2 separate regions of the Gossypium hirsutum genome follow, and region 2 is linked to region 1. A link is a contact called in public Hi-C data. All regions are on one chromosome and are shown on one strand. The core of a region is the stretch at or near the end of the contact, and the rest is flanking DNA. Distances in the headings are between cores, read along the strand shown.

Evidence for each region. A called contact is a pair of places that touch in the nucleus more often than the background predicts.
Region 2: a Hi-C map of leaf shows a contact between it and region 1, with 2.3 times the contacts expected there. The contact joins the promoter of LOC107914481 here to the promoter of LOC107889823 in region 1. A contact is called at or near these places in 2 of 34 Hi-C or Micro-C datasets (both in leaf).

What each region holds. Positions count from the first base shown.
Region 1 is chrD10:17,655,583-17,659,542 of Gossypium_hirsutum_v2.1, forward strand. LOC107889823 reads left to right here and starts at 1,606. Exons shown (of 4, transcript XM_041102140.1): 1 at 1,606-2,274; 2 at 2,815-2,862; 3 at 3,053-3,125. The coding sequence starts at 1,748.
Region 2 is chrD10:17,823,978-17,828,176 of Gossypium_hirsutum_v2.1, forward strand. It overlaps LOC107914481 (serine/threonine-protein kinase SRK2A), which reads right to left and starts at 2,386. Exons shown (of 10, transcript XM_016843405.2): 1 at 2,226-2,386; 2 at 1,793-1,931; 3 at 1,550-1,624; 4 at 1,369-1,470; 5 at 1,218-1,271; 6 at 1,022-1,114; 7 at 838-930. The coding sequence starts at 1,912.

The DNA of each region.
Region 1 (3,960 bases), core at 356-2,855:
TCAACTTCAGACTCAATTGTTTATAGTAAGGAGAATTTTCAAGACTAATTAAAATAACTACTGAAGCCATAATTTGAGAAACGATTGAACTGAAATTGAGTTTCTCAAATGAAAGCATAGTGATTTAAACATGCTAGTATCTTGCTTTCACACTCTTTACAATTGTGAAAAAAGAAGTTGAAAGTATAGAGCAAGCAAAAGCAAATCCTGTCCAAACCTGGTGATTGAGTGGTGAGCCTCTGGGCTACCGATTTTATAGGGAAGACAAAGTTGAGTAGGATCGGTTGTGGTATGGGTCGATGCAATGGCTACAATTCGTACTAAAGGCTAAAGCAAGAAGCAAAGCCACGCTTAGCCCAAAATCTTCTTCTTCACCTACACTAAACACACACTAGTAATTATTTTGTCTTGAGTTGCGTGCTGATACATGTAGAAACCAGAAACCAACAACAAAATCACAATCCTACCCATAGTTTCTTCTTTTATCTGTAGAGACATGAGAAAGATATGAAACCATGAGATGCATGGAGGGCTCACAAAAGAGCAATCTATTCGCCCTAAGAATAGGGTAACTTCCCCGTGTGGAGTTTTAAGACAACACATCAACAACAAGGGATCCAACTATATACTATATATCATCATGACCTCTTGACCGACGGCTACACTTTCTCTCTCTTTTAAGTCAATTTTAAATCTTGTAATTCTTTTTCAACATCTAATGTCATTTTACTTTAATATAGTTCCAACCCAATATAATCACCAAATCCTTCGCCAAAATATTTGTAATTACAAATATAAATTATTGATGCATGCACACCTCATTATTAAATGAAAGAATTATAAATAAATGCTAATATTTTTATTTAAATATAATAAATATTAATTAATTATAATTATTAAAAATATATATTAATAACTTTTGGATTTATAATTGAGATTTAGGGTTTTGAAGTTTAGTATTTATTTTTTATTAATTATTTTTATCCTATTAAAATAAGATTATTAGTATTTATTTATAAAATTTTCACTATTTTATATTTTATTTAATAATAATATATTATATTATTATTTATTGATAGTACATGAAATTGATGTATTAATATTCTCTTATTTATCATTATTCTTTTATTTTGAAATTAAATATTCTAATCCAAATGCAATTCTAATTGATTTTAAGAGCAAATATGGTTAAATAATATGTTAAATTTAACATATGGTTAAACATATTATTTAACTATGGTAAATTGATTTTATTATAATGCAATCCATAGTTAAATAATATGTTTAAAATTAATTTAATTAGATTTGAAAAAAATCAAAATAATATAAATTCTTTACAAACCGAACCAATAGGATTGGAAATAATTCGACTCACGTCCAATCTCACCGGCCATGACATGTCTACTTGAGTTTTTACTGTTAGTTTTGATTGATGTATACAATCTTAAATATAATATAAGAACTGTATTTGAAGTGTTGTTAGTTTATATTTTTATTATTGATCTCGGAACATATCATGTTAATAATAAAATAAATAATTTTTTTCTGAAATTATTAAATATAAATAAATGGAATGAATATATACGAGAAATGAGGGTTGATTTTGAGGGTGAATATTTGGGGGGTGAGTGTGGTTAGAACTTAGAACCTGCTGCAGGCAAAGTTTGCCGTTTTCTAAAAGGGTGAAACCAACACTACCTCATTTTTAACATTTGCCAAACACATCCTCAACAAGTGGGTGGTGGAAATGGCCTATCTTTCGCATTCTGAGAGAACCAGTAAGGATACTCACAACTGCCCATCTTCAGAAGAGAATGAATGGCTTGAGTTAGGGTTAGGGTTTAGCATTGCACCAAAGAAACAAGATGACGGGCAACATCAACCCAACCCTAACATTGCCGTTCCTTTTCCAGTTTCAGCCGCTGCTTCTTCACATCTCAAAGCTAAGCAGAAGCCACCTGGTTGTAGTAGTAGTAATAGTACTAAAGGGTTGGAGCTAGGTTTAAGTCTAGGAATAGATTCAGAGACTCATGAAGATGATGATGAAGGTGGCAATTATGGGCAGATGGCCGTGTGGCGAAATCAAGATGGAGGCGATGATTATGGTGATGATGATGATGATTACGATGACATGGCATGGTGGTGGCCGTGCCACATGAATTCAGGTTGCTTCAATGACTGGCAAGTGCCGGTTCCCAATAACTCCCATCATTACATACCAAGAACCAGACCCCACTCTGGCTTGTGGTTTACCCTTCACTCATATACCAACCGGTGAGCTCTATTCTTTTTTCAATCTGACCATCATTAATACACATCGCACGCTCTCTCTTTCACATGCTCCATCTTTTTTTTTTTGCTTATATTCCCTCATCAACGTTTCGTTTTCTTCATCTGAATTCATCATTAACCTCTTTTATCTATTTTCTCAGATTTTTCCGTTTCTTCCCTTTCTACACAGTACTATACTACCATTTTCCATTTCCTACATACATTAATTTTCTTCATTTAGCAAAACCTGAAAAAAGGATTTTTTTTTTTGGTTTTCTATTGTTTTAGGTAGTGGGTTAGTTTATAGATGTAAAGAACACATCATTTGAGTAATGGCATGAAAGGAAATAAAAGGAACAAAAATCCTTGCTCCATAATGATGATCCCATAGAAAGAAATTAATGCACGTATATTAATTTAAATCAGGGTTGATGTAATGGTTTTCGCATATTTGTTGTAAATAATACATGCGCAATTACCATTTAAATCTGCCTTTAATGTACTATTTAGTTGCTAATTGGTATTTACATTATGAAATGGCAGGAACGGGGAAGCACTGCCTCAAATACCAAAGGCATACATTAGAGTGAAGTAAGTGGGTGCACGTTAGCAGTGAATAGTTGATCGTATCACTGTCGTGTGTGTGTGTGTTTTTCTCTTTTTCCTATCTTTCAACTAGCTAATGATGGTGTTCAGCAAAATGAGTGAGAAAAAGCTGACGTTGCTTTTCTTTTTGGGTTTTGTTTTGTTGTTTTAAATAAAATGAAAACATCAAAAAAAGGGACGAGAACGTGACGATTTTCATGGTTAAAAAGTACCTGGTTAGAAAGCTTGGTCTCTCCAACGAAGCTGAGGTAATTAATACGCTCCTTGTTATTTTATTTTATTTCTATTATTATTATTATTCCGACAACAAAGGAAATAGGCATGCAAATGCAATGTAGTGCATGAAAGTTGATTGTTGTGTTGGTTGAAGTGACAAGGTGTTTCTAGCGTTACGTGGGTCATGTTTTTTAAGCAGATGATAATAATGTAAATATGGTAATAATAGCAAATCACATGGCAGCCGGCAGTGGCAGATTCACTCATTTTGCCCTTTGGGTTTGATTGAGTTAGGGTTTTTGGGGGATATAAATATAGACCATTCGATTGCCTCACTTCTCCATTTCTGACACCACCTCTTTTTATTGTGGCTGGGTGTTGGAGGATAGTAGCTACTCCTTTCTTAATTAAAACTCTAAAGGATTTGGATGGGTCTCTCCCCACTTTTTGAGGATTTTAATTTGACACAACACATCAAATAATCCAAACTTGATCTCATCACACAAGAAAATATTGAGATTTTTAGGGATTGTCCGAGGAGAGGGTTGAAATGATGATGAGATTTTAGGGATGAGAATTGACGGTTTCAAATCCATTGTTGCATGCGTGATAGAAGTATGCACACCTCCTTTACATTCATTACAAACATTTCCTATTTAGTTTTTATTTTTTAAAAGAATAATATTTGGTATAATGTTCTGATGAAATTTTTAGACTCTACCAGTAGTATTAAATTATTGAAAAATATTTTATAAAGATATAGTGAAATATTAAAAAAAATATGATAATTTTTTTAAGGTTGTTTATAGAAAAAAAAAAGTATGCACCCAATTTGCCTAATATTTTATTTTGATACACTATCAGTGG
Region 2 (4,199 bases), core at 1,136-3,635, 170 kb after region 1:
TGGTGAGTCCATAACAAAAATGGAAGCAATATTGCTTTAAGCATTTCTTGTGGAAACTCTTCATATACCAATTAAGCTGTATCTCATTGCTGACGAACACAAACACACAGATCTGTATATCCATATGCCAAAACTCATTACCCCTAGTAACAACCAACCCAACAATCCCACCTTGTGCAGAACATACAATAAAGTGCAGATCCGAAAGGACAGTTATTTCACATACAAAGGCCAATTACTAATTAGTAATTTGAACTTCACACAGTTTACAATCACCATTTATGGGATGAATCAGTTTCCAAACAAGGTCTGCTAATTTTAGCTTTGGCTACTACAAGCGTCTAATATATCATCACCTAATAAAACGCAGCCACAAAGAACTTTAAATTGCAGAAAAGCATGATATAATAATTGTCTGGTTAATGCTCAAAATTTCTCTCTATTAACATATTAAGAGATGGATGTCAAATTAAGAAGAGAATGAAAAAGGTACTTGACTATAACAAGCATGTGAGAATTAACCTGATCCCTTCCAACATGTATAAGATATTACAAACTTTCATAAACAAGGACAACTACAAAATGCATTTCATCACATCTCTTATATTTTTAAAGTAATAAATCGAATAAAAAATGAGAAAATCCAAGAAGTGGAAGAATAGATACTATCATGCATTTAAAAATCTTTGGATTAGATATTTGTGGTCACATGTTAGGCTTCAAAGGCAAAAATAGCACACCAGATCAATAGAATGCTCAGCTAGATATTTTTATTTCACACAGATATTTCTTCTTCTTCTTCTTCTTCTTTTATTTTTTATACAGTTGAAATAATACCTTTCCATCATACTCTCGCCGCGCCAGAACTTCCGGTGCTATATATGCTGGAGTTCCAACTGTTGATTTGGGTCTTGAATGCAACAGAGATGACTACACCAAGTGTTAAAAAAAACAACTTAATGATTGGAAAATCATAAAGCAACTGACATTTAAGATGGACTATATATAATTATTCCCAAACCTTAGAGTAACCGAAATCGCAGATTTTCAAACGAGGTGCAGGACTTCCATCTAAAAGGGTATTTTCTAATTTCAAATCTCTATGGCATATTTGCTGCGAACAAGAATAGGAACATGGAAACAATAAGTAGATTTAGTTATTGCATTTGGCATACACTAAGAAACATCAAGGTTTCATTTTTTTGAGTTTAAATTACCATGGAGTGACAGTAATTGACACCAGAGATCAACTGCTGAAAAAAATATCTAGCCTGAAGAAATACAACAAGTAAGCACTAAAATAAATTTTGTTTCCAAAAAAAAAAAAAGTGGGAATGAAAAGAATAAAAATAGAAACAGAAAAAGGACCTCATCTTCACTGAATCTACCAGCACTGCAAATCCGATCAAAGAGCTCACCACCAGCAGCATACTCCATCACAATTGCTAAATGGGTAGGCGTCAAAACCACCTACAGCATTCATATCCCATCAAAAATAGAAACATCCCAAATTTTTTAAAAGGGAAATGAAGCAAGAGACGATACTTGCCTCCTTGAACCGGATTATATTAGGGTGTCTAAGAGATCTGTGATTGATAATCTCTCTTGCCACATTCTCATCTATCTGCAAACAAACACAGCTAAGCTAAGCTTTCAATGAACTGGTTTGGCATTCAAAAGGAAGAGACAGAAAGAAGAACGTGATTTGAAGTGATGAAGTCAATTCAAGCTTAATAATACCCAAAAAATGCAAGAACAAGTGAGAGAGATAATAGACATTAAAGAACCAAACCTTGTGACCTCTCTCAATATATTTCATAGCAACAAGCTCCTTGGTATCCTTGTGTCTGAGAAGTCGAGCAACCCCAAAATTGCCGGCTCCCAAATCTTTGACCACCTCATATTTCTCCATTTTACCTCAATAACTACTACTACTAGTAGTAGAAGAATAACAAGTGCACAGAGAGAAAGTATGCGTTAGATTTGATTGGAAATATAAAAAAGCTACTCTTTCCTTTTGCTTGGGTTGTTTAAAAGTGGTAACAAGAAGTACATCTGATCGTTCTTTTAGTGGGAGAGAAGAGATTCATATATATGTGTATATATTGAGAGATGGAGAGTGAGAGAGCACGTGGATGAGAGAGGGAAAGATTTGGTAATATCAAAATTTGTAGTACAGATAAAAAATAACTTTAATAGGAAATGAATATAATAGGATGACATACGAGAAAGACAGAGTGTGATGGGCTGGAATACATGGGCAAAAGAGCTTGAATCCAATCACAGCTGCTTCAATCATAAGTGATATATGCTTTTTTTATTGTGAATGGGAATGGGAATGGAGTTGAGGATGAAGTGAGATCTTCCATAACGCCGAGATGTTAGGCGCCACACCTAGATCTACAAGTCGACCTTTACTGGACTGCATGTCGCTTTCTGAAGTTAAAGCAATTAATATTATATTAAATTATGGCTCTAAGATATAGCACTAATTCAAATACTATAATTAAGATGATAAATTATATTAACAATAGAAGGTTTGTCATTATTGTTAAAAAGGTAATTACGAATCCCAAACATAAACATAAATATGATGAAAATTAAAAAACTAGAAAAGGGTTTAGATGATAAATTTTAGATTAAATTTATTTTAAAGAATTTAGTCTCTCTAGTTTTTCGATTTTAAAATTCATTTTCAAATCCAATTTATCACACTATTAAATTATTGGTGTGACGTTTTAAAATAATAAAAAGATACTCACTTAACAACTATATAACTAAAAAAATGACGTTATAATGAATTTAAATTTAATAAAATAATTTTAGTAAGGTTAACAGTTTGACCTTAATTTTGAAATCTAAAAAGTGGAGAGACTAAAGGTGGATTTGGATGGGCGATTGGGTGCAGTGCGGTGCGTTTAGTTTACTTTTTGTCTCACGCTACAGTATCACTACAATATCTAATCTCACCGCCACCATTGTTTTTACACTAACTGCAGGGTGGGTTTGGATAGGCGGTGCGTTTACCTGCGGTTAGTGTAAAAACAGCGGTGGCAGTGAGATTAGATACTGTAGCAATATTGTAGCGTGAGATAAAAAGTAAGCTAAACGCACCGCACCGCACCCAATCTCTCATCCAAACCCACCCTAAATTCTAAATTTACAAAGAGTACAAGGAATTACAACATATTTTAACCTAAATTTTATGATACATTGAGTTCAAAACTCATTAATGCCCATGTATTTAACTAGATTATCAAAATATTAAAAAAACCATAAATCCTCTCAAAATAATATTTATTGCTCTAAAAATAATAAATTTTTAGTAATTTCATAATTAAGTTCAAATCTGATTGATGGGTGACACTAATTCAATCCAACACATTATAATAGTATTAGAAATTTTATCACACGCGTATACATGTGAAAACCACATATTTAGAACATAGATTTGTGTTTAAAAATAACATACAATAAATAATGAAATGTATGATTTGAAATTAATTAATAATAACATATAAAATATATACAATATTAAAATAAAAAATTAGATTAAATTGTAAGTAAAACAAATTTTAAACACATAAATACATCAAATTAATATTATTAAATGAATAAAATTATTTAGGGTTTTTTACCTATATATTATAAAATAAAAAAATTTACTAAAATGGCATGTTTAAAAAATTATGTATCAAAATGGTACATTCAAACAAGTGGAGGGTGATGCATAGGCGGCACCACCCTAGAATTCTGACAAATTTGATTGAAAATAATAATAAAAAACTGATGAATGTAACTTAATAGGCGGCACTTAAAGAAAATACGGGTCAAATACAACAAGTGTTGTCACCTATCAATTTAGCTGAACAAAATGATGTTGCCTATCACTTTGGTACCACTATTAAAATATTATTTTTTTAACTGAAATGTGTTAGAATTCTAGGGTGGTGCCGCCTATGCACGACCCTCCACTTCTTTAGATGTACCATTTTGGTACATAATCTTTTTAGCATACCATATAAATAATGAAATGTATGATTTGAAACTAATTAATAATAACATATAAAATATATACAATATTAAAATAAAAATTAGATTAAATTGTAAGTAAAACAAATTTTAAACACATAAATACATCAAATTAATATTATTAAATGAATACAATTATTTAGGGTTTTTTACCTATATATTATAAA